Regions from separate parts of the Mus musculus genome. Here all the other regions are linked to region 4. Evidence: chromatin contacts called from public HiChIP or PLAC-seq and promoter capture Hi-C data. All regions are on one chromosome and are shown on one strand. The core of a region is the stretch at or near the end of the contact, and the rest is flanking DNA. Distances in the headings are between cores, read along the strand shown.

Region 1 (4,408 bases), core at 1,758-4,257, 590 kb after region 4:
GTTGGAACATCTTCTGGATATATGCCCAGGAGAGGTATTGTGGGATCCTCCTCCGGTAGTACAATGTCCAATTTTCTGAGGAACCGCCAGGCTGATTTCCAGAGTGGTTGTACAAGCTCGCAATCCCATCAACAATGGAGGAGTGTTTCTCTTTCTCCATATCCTCGCCAGCATCTGTTGTCAGAGAAGTCAGGTATAATTCTGATAGGTTTACCTTTATATGTTACTTGGCATTTTTTTCCTTGCAGCTTTTAATATTCTTTCTTTGTTATGTGCATTTAGTGTTTTGATTATTATGTGACAGGAGGATTTTCTTTCTGGTCCAATCTATTTGGTGTTCTGTGGGCTTCTTGTACATTTATGGCCATCTCTTTCTTTAGGTTAGGAAAGTTTTCTTCTATGATTTTGTTGAAGATGTCTTTTGGCTTTTTGAGCTGGGAAGCTTCACCCTCTTCTATTCTTTTTATTCTTAAGTTTGGTCTTTTCATAGTGTTGCAAAATTCTTGTATGATTTGAGTTAGGAACTTTCTACAATTGGCATTTTCTTTGATCATGTATTCATTTCTTCTATGGTATCCTCTATGTCTGAAATTCTCTCTTCCATCTCTTGTATTCTATTGGTGTTGCATGCATCTGTAGTTCTTGTTCTCTTTCGTAGGTTTTCCATCTCTAGGATTACCTCCTTTTGTGTTTTCTGTATTGCTTCTACTTCTGTTTTTAGGTCTTGGATCCTTTTATTCATTACCTTCACCTGTTTGATTGTATTTTCCTGTATTTCTTTTTTTTTTAATTTTATTTTTATTAGATATTTTCTTTATATACATTTGAAATGCTATCCTGAAATTTTCCTATTTCCCCCCACCCCCGCTCCCCTACCCAACCACTTTCCCGTATTTCTTTAAGGGATGTGTTTGTTTCCTCTTTAAAGGCTTCTACCTGTTTGATTGTGTTTTCTTACATTTCTTTAAGGGACTTATTTATATCCTTTTTAAAGGTCTCTATCATCTTCATGAGATGGGATTTAAGGTCACAGTCTTGCTCTTCAGGAGTATTAGACTATCCACTGCTTGCTGTACTAGGAGAGCTGGGTTCTAATGGTGCCATATTGCATTGGCTTTTACTGATTATGTTCTTGCACTTGCCTTTTGCCATCTGGTTGTCTCTGGTGTTGGCTGGCCTGGGTGTCCCATGTTGAAGCAGGCCTCCCAGATGAAGGTGGAGCTGTGTGTCTCAGGTATGAGCAGGCCTCCTGGGAGGCAGTCTGAGTTATGAGTGTCAGATTGGAGCTGACTTCCTGGAAGGCAGGTGGAGCTGTGAGGTGGGGCACAGAGTGCTGATCTGCATCTGCTTCAGGTGTAGGGGTGGACCAGAAGGAAGATGGAGCTCTGACAGGGTGGGGCACAGCCTACAGCTGCTAGCTGAAATTCCCATCAGGTAGGGCAGGGGGATTAGGGTGAGTGAGGCAGGGAGGGGTCTCACCTGTGTATGTTGGTTTATGTAGGCAGAGCTGTGAAGTGTGTGCTGAGTACTGATGTGCCCATATTTTCTTTTCTTTTTCTTCCCTGTGTTTTATGTGAGACAGAGTACCCAGTGTATGGCCTTCCACTAAGACAATATTATCAGTTGTCTGAGAGAATATGGGGAAAACAAACATAATGTGTCTGGCCACACTCTTGAAAACAGAATACTTGGGTGCCCTTTGGTCACCAAAATGTTAAGTGAGAATACAATTGGCTAATACCGAGGTGAGAGGGAACATCCTATAATACAATTCAATTCCCATGCAAACTACCTACAGATACTTTCACATCACTCATCTTGATAGCTCAGCCCCACAAAACTGCTTCCTACTTCAGATGACAAATGTATGTAATATACTGTACTTCTGAAAGATTTCTTTGCTATAATTTATAAATAGACTGTACTAAAGTTTTGAAATGTCTTTTTTTTTTCAAGCTGGTTCCCATGACTCATTTATTAGAGTTGATGAATTTGCTACACCAGCTCACAGAACTCAGACATTAAATTAATGACTTTGGCTTTTTACTGAGGGCATCACAAAGGAGACAGATAATGAGGTATTATATTAATAAGCCTCTGCTACTGTAACAAATATCTGAAACAATCAGCTTATGAAGAGAGAAGGTTTATTTTGACTCACAGGTTTGGAGAACTCTGGAGTTTCCAGAGCATGAGTGGTTGGTTCCACTGCTTTTGAGCCTATGAAATGGAGGACACTGTAGCAGCAGCATGTGGAGAAACCACTTTTCCTTGGGACGAAGAAATTGCTAAGGGTCCAGGTTTTGTTTTAAAATCACTGTCCCCCACCCCCCTACCCCCAAGTGATGGGAAGACCTCCTAACTCACCTTTATGTTTCAAATTCCTACCACCTCTGAGTAGTGTCAGGCTGAGGATCATAGCTTTAGCACATGGGCCCTTAGAGGAAATTCCATATTGAAACCATAACATATGAAGAACATGCTGTAGCCACTGTGCCCTCTAAGCATCTCCAGGTTATCAACCAATTGAAAGCTTCTGAACTCATACTATCAATTTTTTGTGAATGTTGTATTCTCTGACTACATTTATTAAACCACTGACCATTGGTGATGAGCTTAGCCATTAGACCCTCCTTCCTCCCTAGAGGCTTTGAATAACACTGAAAAAAATTCCAGTTCTACAACCATAAATCTGTTTTTTCCCATGCCAGCTTCCATCCTGAGGGAGGAAATCCCCAGCCACTACTCAACTCATTAGTGTATGAAAAGACTCATCGCTCTGAGTATTACAAATATTTTAAAAATGTATATGTTAAAATACAGTGGGAAGACTAAATATAGATTTAGCAGTGTCACACATAGCTTCCCTTGCTTTCATTTAAATCTCAGTATTTGTTGTTTCTGTGTAGTAACAAGAGCTGGTCTATCCAGTCCTCTTACACACTTTCCACCAAGACCAGACAACAAGTCAGACTCTTTGTAGCTAGGGCCTTTGCAAAGGAACCCAGCTGGAAGGAGCCTTACTGAGCACTTTCCACTATTGCCTACCTTCCAGACAGCCTGCTCCCAGCTGTATTACAATGATTGACTCACTTGCTGCCTATTCAAAAAACTCCAGGGCCTCACTTGTTCTGCTTTGCCCTTCCCCTTATTCTTTCCCCATGCCCAGGAATGTTCTCACTTATAGTATTTCCAAAAATAATTTTTTAATTAAATGTGGGATTTGTATTTTTCTAAAGAAACCTGTGTTCTCCTTCCTATGCACAAGGGAAACTTGAGTTTGAACTCAAAGGATAGATGGTGGAATTGTTCTCATTGTTCTGTATTGTGTCTGGGCATGCGACCTGAGGTAATGACAACCAAAAGGCTTCCATTTGCTCTGACTTTACAAGCTCTTTTTAATGCATAGATACAGCTTTAATTTTAATGGGGGGGGGTTGGCATGGAAGCCTATTATACAAAAATGACACTATAACAGGGTCACAGAAGATCGTTTTTCTACAGGGATGACTAATGATTTTCTTCTCTTTCTTTTTCAGCTACACCAGCTACTCTTGGCAAAGCTTCCCCAGTTCTGCAAAGAATCAATCCAAGCCTGGGGACAAGTAAGAATTTCTGTCATTCTACTAACTTGCACTGATGGTTTCCATATGTTACTATAATTCAAACTACTCTCCTTTCTCTTTCTCTCTTTGGGATACTGGTAACAGGAAAAGTGACAGCGTTTGAATTTTATAAGCAAAAAGTATTTTTCAGGATTTATGTTTCAATTTCTGTATAGAGGTCATGGTTTATTTTTCTGTTTTGTTTATGCTTGCAGGTTAAGAGAAGGCTTTATTATGCCTTGTTTTACAAACTTGTTTTTAACATTATTGTTGTTGATATTTGGTAGTATTTATATAATGCTTGCATTGGCAAAAAATGGAATTTATTTCCCGAACCAAATTTACATATATACCTCACAATTCTGCCTTCATATAAGCAGCCTATTTTTTACATGTCATCGAACACCGCCCCCCCCCCCCCCGTCTTTGCTAATCTTCCCCTTATCTACAATACCAAACTCAACCTTCAGCTCACAGAAAAAGGTTCCACAAATCCTCCAAGGCTAGGTTTCCTGCCTTCTGTTCTACTATGGAACTTTGTCCATTGTTCAATGATAACATTTACCTCCTGAAATCTTGATTACTTGTGTGTTTGTATGTTTCTATGTGTGCTTACTTTGATTAGTGGTAAAGCCACTGGTAAGGTGGGGGTGCTGGGACCCAAAGTTCTCCACCTCAGTCCTGCTTAGTGTGTATATAAAATACAATCAAGTGTATGGACTATAGGAATTAATTACATTGTGCCTTTAATTCAATGGTCATGTTTTATGCTCTTCTTAACTCCTTTACATCACTAAAAATCT
Region 2 (4,194 bases), core at 491-2,990, 630 kb after region 4:
ATGTGGGAGGGCAGTTAGTCCGAGCTAGCCTCCTGCAGTATGTCCTGGCTTCAGTCCTTGCTCACCAAGGAACAGCCAGCAAATTAGTTAAACCAAGTCTCCTCCATTCTAGTAGTATAATAGGCTTAGTTCACAGCTTCTTAGGTGGAAGAATTCCTGATACAGTTCATTCTGCATAATTAATCAATCATCAATCAATTAATCAATAAGCAAGATTTTCTTAGTATATAATAATAATTTAAAACAATAATGATATAGAACCCAGATTCCTAAACTATAAAAAGTAATTCCTTATTGCTTATGCTTATTAATAGACTATAAGAACTTTCTAATGCCTACCTGAGTGTTTAATTTACAGACAACAAAAACTTTAAGTGAACAACAAAGACTGACTCTACCCATCTTCTAGTTATGAAAGGCACCACAGACATACCCCTGCCTAAGGCACACAGAGATGAGGTAGTTTGGAACCAAACGCACTACTTATTTAACTTGAGGTTGATACTATAAAGAGGTATGGGCCAGTAAAGTAGAGGCAGGCAGACAGACAGACAGACAGACAGATACTCAGATGTGAGCTAAAGTGTTTGGGAACACTTTTGAAAATGTATGAATTGATTCTGTTATTTCTAATATGAAAAGAGAGAGAAACTCACTAGATGTCATCTTTACACCTTGCTTCGGTAGCTCAGACAGCTTAGCACCATCAAAACAAATGAGAAGTTTTTCATACAGGCACCACTGACCAAACTGATCTAAGTAGCAGTGGGATAACATCTTGAATCAGTTCTAATCCAGGAAAATGATTTTTCTACCCTCCTGTCAGTCACCCAACCTAGCTGTGAGCCAAAGAATGAATCCAGAGACACTGAGCCCTCACAGCCATCCTTGTTTCTCACTTTCTTCAGTCAGAGCCACAGTATCTGTCTGCAGGTCTCCTCCTCACATCCCAATCTTCCCAGCATCCCTAGTCTGCACTCACCCTGGGAACTAACAAGAAATCTGCTGCAAGTATGACCGGGGGAAAAGAATATCTCCGACATATGCAAAAGAACATCCTGTTTTAGCTCTAGTGGAACCTAGAATCTCAGGAGAAAAATATCCCCATCTCCCTAAATACCATGAACACAAACAAACTCATGATGAAGTGCCAAACCAAAACCCCAAATCAGGATTTTGTGTTCTCTCTACAAAAAAAAAAAAAAAAAAAAAAAACCAACCATAAATACTTTGAATATTCTAGCCAAACCCACAAAAGTCCTCAGCCCTGTTTGTCTGAGAATTGAATGTAAAATCAAGGGTTAGTCTATCAGAATGGATCTGTACTGATGCATGGGCTCTCAGCACCCAACTACACAGAGACAAAGGCACAGGGGGAACTTCCAACTCTTGCTATTTTGTCTGAGAGTTTGTTCCTAGGCAACTCCTAAAACTATAGAATCATTCCTCCCATCCCTCACCCACAACACTACAGCATACTTTAATTCAACACTTATAGTCTGTGGAGGCAGAAAGAACCAGCAGATGTGGTAGTGTGTCTGGGCTGCTTTTGGAATCCAAAGCACACATGAATCTAAGCACGTTGGGCTGTCAGCGGGACAGAAAGGCACAAGCCTGCATGTGTTCTGCTTGGACCCAATTCCTAGCCAGGTAAGCTGGCAGAGGAGATGGCCTAGCTTAAGAAAGCAGCTGATTCAAAGCAGTCTCTGAAGCCCTGTGATTGAGATCCTGCCAAATCCTGCCTCTGCACTTGAAGGCAACTGGGTTTGAATGCAAAGCAGAGCTGTGCCAGAAAGAGACTCTGCTGAGTGCGGCCGAGCTTTGGGAAGGCTTCCTGGAGCAAGCTGAAACCTGGTAACATCAGCCTTTCCTTTCACTCCTTTTACCATTTATTTTAACTGAAAAAAATATTATCATCAGACTTCATCCTAAAGGATTTGAGATTCAGTTCACTGGGATGTAGGGTGACGACTAATCTGTCTCCTTTTTGTTAGAGGAGGTTGGTTAGCTATATCCTTCCCTGAAGTTTATGCCAGGCAGAGGTGAGATATAAGTATGGCCTGTGGGTTCAAGGGACTCTAAATGACACAGTAGCCTTGGTAGAAGGAGACAGTCATAGTAGTTAACAGTTGACATCACTTAGTTGGAATTATTTAATGTTTGTGGGCCTGAAATCTGGTTTTATTTTATTTATTTATTTATTTATTTTTTTGGTTCTCACTATTCTTTTTTTTTTTAATTTTTTTCCCACTTTTTATTAGGTATTTAGCTCATTTACATTTCTAATGCTATACCAAAAGTCCCCCATACCCACCCACTCCCCCTTTTTGGCCCTGGTGTTCCCCTGTACTGGGGCATGACTTCTCTGTTCCTTATTTTTACTCCAATGAAAACCTTTAGAGAGAAATACTGCTTTCACTCTTCTATTTTTAATGAAATCTCTTATGGTCCTTACTCCCGTCACAAGGTAGTCTGTGGCAAATCAAAAGAACTTCATTTGAGGGCAAAGAAGAAGAAAAGTAGCTGCCTTAGAGCACCTTACGTCTTGTACGGAATGCAGGGCAGACAAGTGGCTTCATGTTTCATGAGGTTATTCGGGTTTGGCCTGAGATTTACTAGCTTAAAAGATCCATTTTAGCCAGATATGGTGGCATGTGTCTAGTCCTAGCACTTGGGAGGCAGAAGTAAGTGGATCTCTGAGTTCAAGGCCAGCCTGGGCTACAAAGCAAGTTTCAGAACACCTAGGACTACACAGCTGTTCTGAAATCATGTCTCAAAAACCATGATGGGGATGGGGGGTCCTGAGATTGGGAGTTGTGTTTTCAACTAGCTATTCCTGACACACTTCACATTCAGATTAACTCTTATAAGAGCTATGTCCTGTGGAACTGATGGATTTAGAAATCCTAACCAGGGTTTCACATACAAGCCCCAGGAACAGGACTACTTGCATTGTCAAATGTCAGAAAACCTCACAGAAACTGAAGCACAACGGAGCTAGGTGGCTCCTTATAGTAGACGCAGACCTGCTGACCACTAGCTGCCCTGGATATTTGCACCATCCTAAGACTTACTTTTTAAAACTGACACAGTTAGTCACATAAAGTGCACTTGATGTCTTCGCTGGTATAGGTTTTTGTTGTTGTTGTTGTTGTTTTATTTTGTTTTTATCTTTTTTATTAGATATTTTCTTTATTTACATTTTAAATGCTATCCCGAAAGTTCCCTATAACCCCTGCGCCCCTACCCACCCACTCCCACTTCTTGGCCCTGGCATTCCCCTGTACTGGGGCATATAAAGTTTGCAAGACCAAAGGGCCTCTCTTCCCAATGATGGACTACTAGGCCATCTTCTGCTACATATGCAGCTAGAGACACGAGTTCTGGGGATACTGATTAGTTCATATTGTTGTTCCACCTATAGGGTTGCAGACCCCTTCAGCTCCTTGGGTACTTTCTCTAGCTCCTCCATTGGGGGCCCTGTGTTCCATCCAATAGTTAACTGTGAGCATCCACTTCTGTATTTGCCAGGCACTGGCCTAGCCTCACACGAGACAGCTATATCAGGGTTCTTTCAGCAAAATCTTGCTGGCATGTGCAATAGAATGCCCAGTGCTCTGGACAATTTGGGTAGAACTTTTTAGTTCACACTCAGTTTGAATGTCAGAATCATTCAATGACTCACCTGTCTCTGACTGTTCGCTGTCACAGCATGGTGCACAAGCCTGCACAAGCATACTTTATCTTAACCTTAGCTTTTCTCTACTTACTTCCCCTGTGATAGCGGAGGCTTCTTTCCACCCAAGGGCTCGCAGCTTTTAAGAATCTCAGCCGGAATGTAAGCAACAGTTCCCTGCCTCTAATTCTGAATTCTCTCTTGTGTTAATCTCAAGTGTATTCAAACAGCTGATGAGCAGCTGTCTCAATGGCCCTGATTCTATGTGAGTCCCTAGTACCAAATAACTAGCCTGAGAAACAGCTGTTAAGGAACTGTAAATGCAGCTGACTTCAGGGCTCTCCATGCCTTCCTTTCAGGCCCTGCCTTCCCCCCAGCCTGGGTTTTCATTGCCCACTGCCGCCAGCACATCCTGCCAGTGGAAAACTCTCATCCGCATCTAGCTTGCCAGCACCAGCACCTGTGCCTGCCCAGAGTCACTCCTGTCACTCTGTGTGTCTGTCTGTCTGAGTGTGTAC
Region 3 (4,551 bases), core at 69-2,568, 840 kb before region 4:
AAACCTACCTAAAATGTCATATTTACTGAAGATTGAAAAAGCAACCCTTTGTCAGGCTGAAACACCATGCCACTAGAGTACTTGAAATTTGAGATCATGTGCCTTCAGTGACTCTGATCCTAACAAAATTTAACAGTCGGGGAGGTCACTTATTTTGTCAGCATATTACAGTCAACAGACTCAAAATCTATATTTAAAAAGAACCGATCTAATTTTCAGCCACCCAGGCAACACACACAGATGCTTAGCACTCATCTTCATTAGCCTCAGAGGAGAAACTTCTTACCTTTGACCTAGAATTTATTTAATCTTTTAGGACAGAGCCGGAGACTCCCAATCTAAATTCCAGGTATTTAATATGCTCGGCTGCTGCTCTCTGCTTCCTGGTGATAATTTTATTAGTAGCTCTTAACACCTATTGTACTAAATTGCCATATTAATATTAATATCAGAGTGTGAAGAATTCAACTGATAAATGGTATGCAAATTAGCTTAATGCAGACTTTAATGGGTTAGAGCACTAAAAAGTTCTTGGAGACAAAGTAACCAAAGAGCTAAAGGATCAACTTGTCCTCACTGAAAGGAAAAAGTTACAAGGAAAAGAGAAATACTTTAAAGTACGTGTGAGTCATTTTTAATCAAAATAATAATTATTGCTGGCCCGATCTTTGATTATACTACGGACAACAAATAGGAAATACTTTTAAAAGGTTTGTCCTTATTTTTAATGATCCGTATACATGTGTGTCTCTGTGCAAGTTTGTACACGTGAATATAGGTGCCCGAAGGAGTCCCAGAAGAGGGTGAGTTGGATCTAGGCATTTGCAAAAAGAAGAGTTGGTCAGGGTTATGATAGAAACCATGCATCCCCAAACCAAAGAATATCAAGGACTGCTGGCAATTACTGGAAGCCAGAAGAGGAAGGATTCCTCATGCCCAGCCATTCTTGAAAGCATCTTGCTTTCAATACTAAACAGGAAGTGCTCTGAGCTCGCGGAAGGAAGGGGGAAATGCGTTGACATGGATCAGTATTTTCAGGACCCTCTTAGAAACCCCACCACCAACAGCAGAGCTGACATTCCACAGCACATGCCAGGCCCTTACTCTTAGGTCGTAGAGAAGTGGCCTCCAAAGCAGCAGTGTTGATGAGGATGACTCTAAGTCGACCCCAATGGAGCGCGGTTTTTCCAAGGAAACAGAAACAGAAAGTCTTTTTCAGAAGCCTTTGCTGGTTTAGCTGAATGCTCCTGACCACAGCTTCCAGCTAACTTTGAAACACTTCTGACCACAGCTGTAGCACTTCCACTCTCTGAGCAGCTGCTCCTCACCACAGGTCCCGGTGTAACACCACAAGTGATTGCAGCTGGCTTCTGTTCTCTACTGTCCAAGGCAGCCAGTCACTTTCTTTTTATGAAAACTGATCTTTCTCTCCACAGAGAATGGCTGTGTTCAGTGGTTTCTTGCAGTACCTGCTTACTCTTAACTGTAGGTGGCCCCTGCCTCACAAATGACTCCTTTGGTGGCTTTGGTAGTGGCTTGGAGGTGGGGAAGAGATTTTTTTTAGTATCTTCCTTTTTTTTCACCCAGAAGAGAGGTGTAAGACCCCCTTTTGGGGACCCCCACTCTAGTCTCGGGAGAGAGAGAGCACAAAAAGAAACACGAGAATCCTTTCTTGCTGTAAACACAGGAGGCAGTTTAATGGCAGAGCTCCAGGTGGAAACATATCTCATGCAGGAGACAGTGGATTCCACCCCGAGGCTCGAAAGCTAGGGGTTTTTATGGGGTAAGGGGTTTAGGGGTGTGGAATTCAGCATAGTGACACACTATTGGCTTATTCAAACATCAGCAGAAAAATTACATGTACGTGCAGGATGTCAGAGTTTTGTGAGCTATTGACTCAGTTCAGATAGCCCTGTTATGTCTTCACATTCCTCTTTATCTCTATGGTCAAGCTGTTCCCAGGAATGTTTTAACTATGGGGCATGCCCCGGTTTGTTTTTCTTTTTTTCTCAGCCCCAGGCAGCCTCTAGGCTCACAAACAACCAGCAATTTCTGAGTACTTTATATGACTTACAGGTCTTGAAATTTCACCTTTCTTTCAGAGGAAGGGATTAAATGACCACTATGAATGTTGTATGTAGATTCCTGGGGGACCATCTCCCCTCCCCCATGGGGTTCCTTTCCTCTCTGAGATCTGTTTTGTAGGGGAGAGCAGCCAAGTCAGCTTTGGAGAAAGCTTCTTGACTCTTACTTTGGGATGTGGTCCTATTTAACAGATCTTATTCTTGAATTGTCTCAGGAAGCCTGAGGGTAGGAGGCATACAAGCTTTCTCTACTCTCAGTGCCAGAAGTCCATGGGTGGCTTGCGTGGGAGGATGATGGACCAGTGAATCCTAGAGGAGATGCCAACTCAACTCTAATTACACTAGGAAAATATGTTTTCTCAGGGCCTTTCCTGCTCATTTTTTTCTCATTTTGTATTACAAGATCTTTATGATGTTGTCAAGGATTTAGGATTAACGAGAGGAGGAAGGGCTGCATTTAATATGCAAAATGCAGGAAGATTTCTACCAGGTGGCTGTGGCTCGTGGCCTGAAGTGGGTGTCCACCCCCCACTCCCCTGCATTGGAGACTTACAGAAGCAGCGTCTACACATCCCTGTGTAGGGTGAGGAAGGAGAAGGAAGACCCTAAGGTTTTGACATCAACTATAAGATCAGGGTCAGCTGTGTTGTGTGTGATTCATCTCAAAACTAGGCATTCTTAAAAGAATGCGGTGGTTGCCAGCAGTACCTCCTAGGACCCGGATCAGTCCCTGCTACACTGTGCAAACTGAGAAGTGGTTTGTGAAATGAATACACGAAAGTTGGGTATTTGTGACGTTTATTATGGACTCTCTGGCTTTCTGTCTGTTCTGTTGAAAAAATGCTATGGATTTTTATTACTTTTAATTGTGACAATAGTGTTTCTCACTGGCTTCAAAGGTCCTCTGATGTCTCTATGTACTTTGTGCAATGTGAGACAGTTTGCTCAATTGATAAAGGCATTTTGACTCAGAAATGTGACACAGGACAACAGATGCTGGCATTAGATAGGGGATGATCAAACGGCAGAGGGGGTGGAAGAGTAACAGTATGACAACGAACGACACAAGAGAATTTTGCCCAGCAATTTATGACTATGCCAGTTTACTCTACGTATAATGACTTACAAATTTTTTTAGATTATACAAAGTAATAGTTTTTTATTATGACATCCCTGAACATATGTATCATTATACTGCATTCCCATCCAGTTTCCTCACTTCTTGTGCATTGTTTTTGAATAGTAAATTCACTTATCACTAGGCACGCTAATCTGGGCACCTCCCAGGGTTCAGTATTTCCACCTTTATGTTTGCACACCTCACCGCTCCCAGCGTACAGATGTTTACTGTTTTCTCACGCATCGATGACCCTATCTTTACACAGTAGAGTTGGTTTTCATCCTTGGAGCACTGTGGGGGCAACAGGCAGACACAGTTGGAAGTGTGGGCTTCAAGGGAAGAGACAGTGTGAGGCACCACAGACAATCATTTGGAGCCCGGTGTTACTTAACCCTTCTCCATAGGACTCGGTTCCTTGATGGCGATTAGTAGAAAGCTGAAACTAGAGTGAAGTCCCAAAGTACCCAACAGTTGCTGCATGGTGAGATAAAAATTTGAGGCAGTAGAATACTCTCTCCTAACCTAGCAAGATTCCAGAACTGGGCCCCTGTGATCCCTGATGGGCCTTATGGCCCACATCCAACCAGGATGTGAGCTATCTCTCTCATTCACTATGTTCACACCATTCGTCCAAGGCCTGTGATTGGTCCTTTTCTCTGGGCACTTCTTATTAACATTACAGTTTTTATTTATTAGCTATGAACACTGAAACAATACGTTATGCCATGCATTTTGCATACTTTATTGAATCCTTACAAGTCCATGACCTATCCTGCAGCGTTTGTCAGGGATCAAACAGTAGATGTTAGGGACAGGTATTTTATTAAGTGACCCACAAACTTCAGCATGTTGACATAACCCTACATAATATTTACTCATTTTATACTAGAATATTACTTGGTTGTAATATTCTGTGGCCTGTAATTTTAATAAGCAGTTAATTTGGGTGATTCTCCTATGAGGGCTGCTTTTGGATGCACCTTATTTCTGCATAATTCACACAAATCTTGTGTTCAGGAAATGGCCTTCCTGCTTTATTTTGTGTGTGTGCCTGTGTCTGTGTCTCTGGTTGTGTGTGTATGTGTGTGTGTAGGTGACAGAGGCAGTCATCAGATGTCTTCTTGGATTACTCTCTACCTTATCTTACAGAGGCAGAATGTCTTGTTGAACTTGGAATGTGCCTACTTTAGTTAGTCTGTAGCCAACTGGAGAAGGTAAGAGTTCTGGGAAAATATCATTCATTGTCAGAAAGGATGCAGCTGGAGAAGACCAAAGGATTGTTCTACCTTGCTTAAGAAGCCAGTTCTTTCCTGATTTGCTATGGTTCCATCACCACTATTTTTGTGT
Region 4 (3,987 bases), core at 1,033-3,532:
GTCAATTGCTAAGTCTTTCTGTCTTTAAATAGTATATATTTTTAATTATTTTTAAGTATGTATAAATTGTGTGTGTGTGTGTGCATGTGGGTGCATGTGGCCCATGCCCGTGGAGGCTAGAGTCTCAGATCCCCTGGAATTGGAATTAGAGATGGTTATAAGTTACCTGATGGTGCGAGGGACTCCCAACTCCTATCCTCTGCAAAAGCAGGAGGAGCTCTTAGTACTGAGCCATGTTTTAACAATTCTATAATGAAGCTGATTTCTTCCTCGCTCAGTAGATAAGTCACATTTCCTTGTAATATAAAAGCAGTGGCATTTTCATTTCTTCATACTTAAAATGACTTATGCTAATTTTCTTTCTCTGAATACAAAACACAGTTTAGAGAGGAGAAAGGCCATATAAGTAATTAATTCATAAGTCTTTCCCCTTGTCCTGATAATCTGAGCAAGTGGTTGACCTACTCATTGCTGAGCAATGTCATAGGAAAGAATAATCATTTTTAAATGTATGCTCTGACAGACCCTCAGTTGCCCAGCTTCCAGCTTTATTGAATGTCTGTTACTTTTCATTTGGAGCTTCAGGTACTGCATTTTGAATGAAGGGCCCTTGTGAAAAGTGTCTAGGGTCCACTACTGAGCATTATGTACTGTTACATGCAGCTATTGCTGTGTTACTTTCATATTTATATACTAGCAACTATTTCCTGTAGCCTAGCGTGTTTTTAAAAGATGTGGCCTTTGCCTTCTACTTCGAAGATTGTAAAATGGTATTAATTTTTAAATATCCTATGGACTAGATGTAGAATGTTTTGACAATTGATATTAAACCAGTTGTATATAGATGATAAAATTTAACTGTTTTCCCAAAAAACAAAAAACAAAGCAAAACACAAACAAACCATCTTGGAATAGTAAGTGGTTAAAGGTTGACAGTGATTTTGAGATAGATTATGTGGGCTCCGCCCATCTTCCATGTTCTCCAGAACAAGGTTTACACCTCAGGTTATAACGTGGTGATCCTTACTAGATTATTCTAAAAGATTTTAAAGAATTTAACACGTGACTACTAAATCCGAAGTATTCCCGTGATGAAGTCTAGATGTGGAATGGGTTTGGGGATTAGATTAAGTGAGGTAATCTACTTTAAAGAGACTGATAACCTGCTACCAAATAGGTATTTGTGTCTTTCCTAAAACTATATCCAGTGCTATATAATATTTTGTTATATAGCCTACCTCTCATTTCTTAAATTTCTTTTTGATTATGATTAAAGTTACTAGAATAGACATCACTTTTGGAAGATTAAAAATTCACTAATGGCTTTTAATAGTACCACATCCAGGCTTTTCTTTCCTATCAAATTTTCTTCTGACCTTTTATGATAGATCATTGATTGAACAATTTTTTAGTGTATGTACATTTTTGTCGTGGGCTTAAACTCACCATTTTGGTAGAAAATACCTAATAATGGAGTTTGAGGAAGTAAATGCAAGCAAAATGTGAGTGGCCATGGCCAGAGATTGGATTCAGGTTGGCACACCAAGTTGTGGAAGCAGTTGCAAGAACTATTATAGCCACAAAACAAAGACCATACATCAAATACATATACCACCTACGCTGATGAGGGCATTATGTACACAGCCTAGATAAAATTGGCTACATCTTGCCTGGCTTTCAGATGTTACAACATTATTTACTTTAAAATCGGTAAAGGGGGCAGGTGTTTGAGAGATGGTTCAGCAGTTATAAGAATGTACTGTTCTTTCAGAGGGCCTGAGTAGGTGGCTCTCAAGGGTGTGGTTTCCAGTTCCAGGGTTTGTGATGCCTGTGGCCTCTGCTGGAACCTGAGTGCTCATGCATATATCCACATACATGTAGTTAAATAAAATTTTAAGCAAAGCTTACAAGTTTCACCCAACCTCATGAGGTTAGACCAAAACCAGATTGAAGTTAATATTAAAAGAGCTACGCTTGAGGCAGTTTTGGCTTCCCATCTACAATAGTTTCTCCACAGCACGATGTTCTAGTCAGCCAAGGTTATCTTTAATAACACATAAGGCTCCTGATAGCCTCCACGGGCTCAGTTTTTGCTCAACTCCAAGTGGTAGATTGCTGATTCCAAAACACAGAAGCACACATACAGCCTACTTAATATCTAACGCTTAAGGGGAAGCAAGATTTCAGAAAAAGGGTGGCTGTTCAACAAGCCCTAGCTCCCAGGTCCTTGTGGTGACGCACAGAGGCAGGGAGGGACCCGGAGGATGTGTAGTGTGGGAGGGTTTGGGCTAACGGGGTGAGTCATTCCGGGCCACCTCGGCCTGGAGCCCTGCCCAACCGACCAGCCCGGGTCGTACCAGCGGGGCGGAGGCGGAGGCCGAGCGGCTGGGGAGCCCGTGCGCCCCGCGGTGTCGCGCGGAGCCTGCGACCATGGCTGGAAGCGAGCCCCGCGGAGCCGGCTCCCCGCCGCCCGCCAGCGACTGGGGCCGCCTGGAGGCAGCCATCCTGAGCGGCTGGAGGACCTTCTGGTATTCGGTGGCCAAGGAGCGGGCGACGCCGACGGCCTCCCGGAAGGAGGCGGCGGAGGAGACGAGCGCGCTGACGCGGCTGCCGGTGAGCCGAGGCCGCAGGCCGCGCACAGAGACCGCCGCAGGCCGGGGGCCTGGGCCGGCAGGGCAGCCACTTCCGGGTGTGTGCTCGCCTGGAAGTGAAGTGGCCAGGATTGCCTTGATGGTAACTCTTGGTATCCCCCTGCCAACCAAGGTCGCACTACAACACTCACTAATGACCAGCGAGATCACCCACAGGTTGTCAGTCATCCTATTTGGATGTCTGGAAATCTGATGAAGGAAGTGGGTTAGCTTGGAAGGCATTCCAGTGTCTTTCTTCTGCACATTTTAATCCCTAGTCAATGTATTCCAGTTAGGGGGGGGGGGGGGTCGCCTAGAGCAAGCAACTCTGACATATCCAAAGCAACAAAACTGCCACATAATTGAAACCAGTAAAGTTACAAGTACCTCAAGTTAGGTCAGGCTGCAAAGAGGATGCATGCAATTTAAAGTTTCAGAGAAAGATAAAATAAATAAATAAATAAATAAATAAATAAATAAATAAATAGATTATACATTGTTGATGACAATTCCTTTATCTCAGTTGGGTTATTAGTACATCCCACTGACATTCACTCTAAATGAAAGCCACAGGCTTAGGTTACCTCCAAGCTTCTCTCAGGTGTCCTCGGAACCTGATTAATACTCTATAGAGAGAAATTCAAATGACAGGTTCACATGCTTTCATTTGATCTAGTGATAAAATCAGAAAAACCGCCACTTTGTTTTTTTAGATTTATTTATTTATTTATTTTATGTATATGTGAGTACACTGTCACTGACACACCAGAAGAGGGCACTGGATCCAAATTACAGATGGTTGTGAGCCACCATGTGGTTGCTGGGAATAGAACTCAGGACCTCTGGAAGAGCAGCCAGTGCTCTTAACCTCTGAGCCATCTCTCCAGCTTGAAAAAAATCTCCACTTGACACTCATTTATTTTTGAAGAACAAATTAGTAACTGGTACATCAACATACTCATGGAAAGAAATGAAAGGAACTGGTTACTTTGCTTGAAAAATAGAAAGGCAGAGCTTGAGTTTGCAACATTTCAGGTGTGTTAGGGATGAAAATGTTTAGTTTTGAATTTTCTATTGGTGGAGGGATGTTAAGATAGACTTATGTATTTTAAAGAACCAGTCATTCAGGCGACCTTCAGTACAATGATTCTTTACTGATTAGGCCACCGCAAACAGTTGCCCCAGACAGATGACCTCTTTCTTTCATGCTGCTTGCCTCTCTTTCAGGTTGATGTGCAGTTGTATATCTTGTCGTTTCTTTCACCCCACGATCTGTGCCAGCTGGGAAGTACAGATCATTACTGGAACAAAACTATAAGAGACCCAATTCTCTGGAGATACTTTCTGTTGCGGGATC
Region 5 (4,036 bases), core at 115-2,614, 750 kb after region 4:
TCATGAAGTTGGTAACACATCTTTGTGCTTAACCTCAGGTTTGTTTGTTGTTTGTTTGGTTTTTGTTTGTTTGTTTGTTTGTTTCATTATCCAGACATTTCTTGACTCTGGGTTATTTATGAATTTATGGAACAAATGATAAGACAGAATGGTCCAGGGAATGTCCACCGGGGAAACCCGTATGGAGTCATGACAACAGGAAAAGCAGGCAGATCAGCCAGGTAACCATGAGTCCAGCCAAAGCTTAGCCTCATGTTGACTCCAAGGTCACTTTGAGCTGTTCCACCTTAAATCAAGGAAAAAAAGTATCCCATACCACCTTTAAACAGGGAGGTTTCAGGAGCCCAAGACAAAGCTTCAGACATAGGGGCAGCTGCAAGCTAGAGTCCAACCCTCACCACAGCTGCCACAGCCAGGAATGGCTGCCGGAGCAGCATCAACAGCAGCAGCTAGCACAAGGAGAACTTGCAAACCTGGGAGTGACTCAGGTTCTCAGCTTATGGCCGTCACGAGTGCGAAGATATCTCTTGATTCGAGTTTCAAGCAGACCTTCCAAAGTCCATTGGGAAGCTTAGTTGGGATAAGCAAGCAGAACTTTAGCCCCTGTTCTCATCCTTTCTGTTTGTTTTCCCTATTGGACTTCCAGGGAAGGCTATAACTGAGAAAACACATTGCAATGTAAGTGCCTTGCTGGCATGGTCCTTGTTGGTCTTGCCCGCTGAGAAACTCACTGCCTACAACACAGGAGACACAGAGCAGACTCTTGATAAGCATTGGAAAGCATGGATGAAGCCATTTTAACCCTCACCACACCCTTATAACAGAGACAGAGCAGTTGTTCTCTCTCACTCTTGCTTTGGAAGAAACTTAATATGGAAGTCTTGATCAAGTTCCTGCATGTCCCGTGTTCTGGCATGAGCTGGGTATCAGTGATGTCATGGGACTAAATATGTCTTAGCTTATGTTTACACTATGTCCCCTCTTGTAACAAAATAAATATGTAAATGTCAGAAATGATTTAGAAAAGAAGAATCATCCACTCATTAAAATATCAAAGCTAACCTGGAGTTAGTAACTTTTTAGAAAATGAAAGTAAAAATCTCTCACCAGACATAAAGTGCTATGTCTGATAGGCCAGTGTGCTGGGTCAGGCTGCCTCTGTGCACCTTCACTAGGTCTGGCCTACAGGCTCTCCAACCCTGATTTCCAAAGCACATCCTGGCACTAAATCTTACCTACTACCTCCCTCTTCCCACAGGCTCCCAAGTATTTAAGATCTTATACTCAAAATCACACACACACACACACACATCCCAGTGAGACAGGATGAACCAACTCCCTGAGTTTGGCATAAGCTTCTGTTTCCTCTCGGGAGTCACCCCTCCTCTATCCTGGACCTCAGAAGAGGAAGCTCCACTCTGAGATCACATTCTGGCCCTGGGATGAAAACAGGAAATTAATAAGCATGGATCTCAATCTTCCAAGGACTCATAAACCAGGAAAAACAACTTCGGAGGACACACTACTCTAGACTAATAGCTAGCACAATCAGATAACCAATAAGCCAATACTTTTTAATAACATTTAAAAGCTAAGAGACTTGAGCTACTGGCCTACGGTGTTGAAAGTAACCAAGAGAGGAGGAAATCCTGAAACCTCACCAATTAGATGCTCACTTAGAGCTAATTACCCCAAACAAGAACCTGTTGTTAAAGGGGAGAGAGAAATTAGCTGGCAGTCATGTGGTGCTGCATAGCCAGAGTGCAGATAAAAGCTGCTCTTGAACCTCTCGGGTAGACAAATTGGTTCTTTAGTACTTTCCTAATGAGGAAAGGGTGCTAGAATTTAAATACTTGGGAGATGGAGGCAGGAGGGTTGAATCTGCCTTCGTGAGTAACACTGTCTCAGAAAGCAAGAGAGGCAAGGGCAATGGCATTTTAATGGGCTGTAATTCCACATGCAAACCATAAAAGAGAAAACAGGGGAATCTGAAGCCTACCTCTGCTGGCACCACAGAGGAAAGGAAACACAATACACACGCCAGGCTGGCAGAGGAAAAAATCTGAAAACTACAGCTTAGTTTATTGCATTGTTCCCTCCTGAAGCTAGTGAAGACCTACCACGCTGGGGCACATGCAAGATGGCTGGTGAAAGAGCCCACTTAGAATTAGGAACTCATAAACACATCTTCCAGGTTACTTAAAACAAATATTCTGTTAGCAAACCCCATCCATACAATGCATCTGATGGCAACATATGCTTTCATTCCTAGCTAATAAAGCATGGTTATGGTAAATAGCTTTGGAATAGCTGTGGGGAAAACTGATCAAAAACACTGAATCTGCTTTTTACCAGATGATTAACTTTGGGCAGCTGACCTAAACTCTCTGAGCAACAACTTTCTCAGAAGCAAATGGATTGGTAACAGCCAACTCATAGCAGACTAAAGAGTTATTCAAGTTAGACAGCCCTCTTCAGGCCACTACTTAAAAACCTAGACTCAGGCTGGAAAGATACCTAAAATTTCTAGAGAAAGGTGGCTGGTATTGCAATGTCCACCTTTTAAAACTGGATTTTAAGAGCCTGAATCCAGATCCAAGCTTTAGTTCCTGGATTAGTCTTGGTCTAACTGAACTTCCCAGATCTCCACCCAGAACAGAATATTGCTAGTGTGAGCCACAAGCACTGCAGATGCCTAATGCTGGTTCCCTGTATCCTTGATCAAGCTGTAACCAGCCACTGAATTTCAAATCACTGAAGAGAGTCAAAAGGTATCAGAAGTCAGAAAAAGGGACTTCTGGTTAGCTTCATGACCTAGATAAATCTAAGGCTAGCTAAACTCAAGATTATAAGGGAGCTATCAGAGGCCAGAGGAAAGCAGTGGGCACCCTCTTGGATGTTTTATTGAATTCCATTTCAAGACTTTGACCTTCTACCTCAACAGGGGACTTGTGGTCAGAAGAGAGAGCACAGAAACAGATAAGCACAGAAAATGATAAGCACTGTGCAAAAAGGCATTGTCCTCCGGATGAAAACAGGATCCTCATGACTTGGCAAGCCACAGGACCACGAGACATCTAAAGAACAGCAAAAAAAGAAAGGTTATCCCTAAAAAGTTGTCAGCAGGTTTCAGCATTCGAGAGATTTTCCAGTCACAAGTTATCAGACCAAACAAAAGCTATGGATGATCTCTGTTCCATGAACAGGGTTTTCTTGGAATCCCAGCTTCAACTTGGTTGGCCAACATGTATACCCAATGCATGTTTTGAGTTGTTGCAATTAACTAATCCAAAACACAAAAATAAAATCCACTCATTTGAGTGTTTCATGGAGAGAGGTGTGGAAGAGAGTGAACAACCTCTCTCCTTTAAGGACCTAAAGGCAACTATTTAAAACTTGGGGTGCCCGTTCTAGCAAAAGTTTTACATTTCACTCTTTCAATTAAAAGGAAGAGATGAGGAGAGAGAACAGGTTGACCCGTGTTTTGTTTTGTTTTGTTTTGTTTTGTTTTGTTTTGTTTTAAAGGATAACCCACATTTGAAAACATTAGATATCAAAATGAGAGAGCACTCTGCAGGCATGTGCTTCCAGACCACCTTGTTCTTGCTGTTGAGCACAAAGCAAGATGAATTGACTACTCAGAGGTTCACTGTTTCTTTAGTTTCCATCTCTAGGAAGACCGGTGCATGTGACATGCTATAGACTGCGCATATGCTGAGCTGCCAGAGATGTTAGTGTGGGCAATGTTTCATCTGTGTCCTCACAAGTTCATGTAGTGGAGCCACATAGTCCCCAACTTCATACATTGGTACTATTTGGAAGGGGGACTTCTTGGGAGATAATGATGCTTAGAAGTCATGAAGGCGGCACATGTGTACTATGAGGAAAAGTACACTGAGCTGACAGATGTCCTGTTTCTTGTTCTTGCACCACCTTCCAAATCTTCCCCTCCTTGGTCTTGCATTCCTTTTATTTTTTTTTTTCAAGGCAGGGTTTCTGTGTATAGCTCTGATTGTCCTGACACTCTCTTTATTGA

What was found. Promoter capture Hi-C pulls out the DNA fragments that hold promoters and counts their contacts. HiChIP or PLAC-seq counts read pairs in DNA pulled down with a chosen protein or histone mark.
Region 1: a contact with region 4 is called in a promoter capture Hi-C map of frontonasal cranial neural crest. The contact joins the enhancer-like site here to the promoter of Fbxo4 in region 4. A contact is called at or near these places in 9 of 39 promoter capture datasets (the 3T3-L1 cell line, cranial neural crest, embryonic stem cells and 4 more) and 2 of 115 datasets of contacts at active chromatin or transcription factors (astrocytes and extraembryonic endoderm stem cells).
Region 2: a promoter capture Hi-C map of neural stem cells shows a contact between it and region 4. The contact joins the enhancer-like site here to the promoter of Fbxo4 in region 4. A contact is called at or near these places in 11 of 39 promoter capture datasets (the 3T3-L1 cell line, 3T3-L1-derived adipocytes, cranial neural crest and 7 more), 1 of 15 datasets of contacts at CTCF or cohesin (the NIH/3T3 cell line), 16 of 484 Hi-C or Micro-C datasets (3T3-L1-derived adipocytes, adipose-derived mesenchymal stem cells, cerebellar granule neurons and 13 more), 5 of 115 datasets of contacts at active chromatin or transcription factors (astrocytes, cardiomyocytes, extraembryonic endoderm stem cells and 2 more) and 2 of 9 other capture datasets (embryonic stem cells and liver).
Region 3: an H3K4me3 HiChIP or PLAC-seq map of the 230-238 cell line shows a contact between it and region 4, with 10 read pairs. The contact joins the enhancer-like site here to the promoter of Fbxo4 in region 4. A contact is called at or near these places in 2 of 39 promoter capture datasets (liver and pre-B cells), 1 of 484 Hi-C or Micro-C datasets (pre-B cells) and 4 of 115 datasets of contacts at active chromatin or transcription factors (the 230-238 cell line, embryonic stem cells and large pre-B cells).
Region 5: a promoter capture Hi-C map of liver shows a contact between it and region 4, with 3 times the contacts expected there. The contact joins the enhancer-like site here to the promoter of Fbxo4 in region 4. A contact is called at or near these places in 14 of 39 promoter capture datasets (the 3T3-L1 cell line, 3T3-L1-derived adipocytes, the C10 cell line and 9 more), 10 of 484 Hi-C or Micro-C datasets (the AML12 cell line, the C2C12 cell line, cerebral cortex and 7 more), 7 of 115 datasets of contacts at active chromatin or transcription factors (astrocytes, extraembryonic endoderm stem cells, fibro-adipogenic progenitors and 3 more) and 4 of 9 other capture datasets (adipose tissue, embryonic stem cells, liver and 1 more).

The regions. Positions count from the first base shown.
Region 1 is chr15:3,387,845-3,392,252 of GRCm38.p6, reverse strand. Ghr (growth hormone receptor) reads left to right here. Exons shown (of 11, transcript NM_010284.3): 3 at 3,540-3,605. Among named protein-coding and RNA genes, the nearest start is that of Ccdc152, 87 kb to the right of the region's middle. Within about 2 kb of position 3,007, at least 25 of the 459 cell types and tissues checked have an H3K27ac peak or open chromatin away from gene starts, as enhancers often do.
Region 2 is chr15:3,342,222-3,346,415 of GRCm38.p6, reverse strand. The region is part of intron 5 of Ghr (growth hormone receptor); the gene reads left to right. The region is part of intron 4 of Gm41254 (a long non-coding RNA gene); the gene reads right to left. Among named protein-coding and RNA genes, the nearest start is that of Ccdc152, 41 kb to the right of the region's middle. Within about 2 kb of position 1,740, at least 24 of the 459 cell types and tissues checked have an H3K27ac peak or open chromatin away from gene starts, as enhancers often do. A contact at or near this core is called in cerebral cortex, forebrain, neural stem cells and 1 more, where this site is marked.
Region 3 is chr15:4,813,703-4,818,253 of GRCm38.p6, reverse strand. No RefSeq gene overlaps it. Among named protein-coding and RNA genes, the nearest start is that of Mroh2b, 83 kb to the left of the region's middle. Within about 2 kb of position 1,318, at least 89 of the 459 cell types and tissues checked have an H3K27ac peak or open chromatin away from gene starts, as enhancers often do. A contact at or near this core is called in the 230-238 cell line, where this site is marked.
Region 4 is chr15:3,977,868-3,981,854 of GRCm38.p6, reverse strand. It overlaps Fbxo4 (F-box protein 4), which reads left to right and starts at 2,282. Exons shown (of 7, transcript NM_134099.2): 1 at 2,282-2,613; 2 at 3,858-3,987. The coding sequence starts at 2,431.
Region 5 is chr15:3,225,714-3,229,749 of GRCm38.p6, reverse strand. No RefSeq gene overlaps it. Among named protein-coding and RNA genes, the nearest start is that of Gm52192, 12 kb to the right of the region's middle. Within about 2 kb of position 1,364, at least 44 of the 459 cell types and tissues checked have an H3K27ac peak or open chromatin away from gene starts, as enhancers often do. A contact at or near this core is called in adipose tissue, hepatocytes, liver and 1 more, where this site is marked.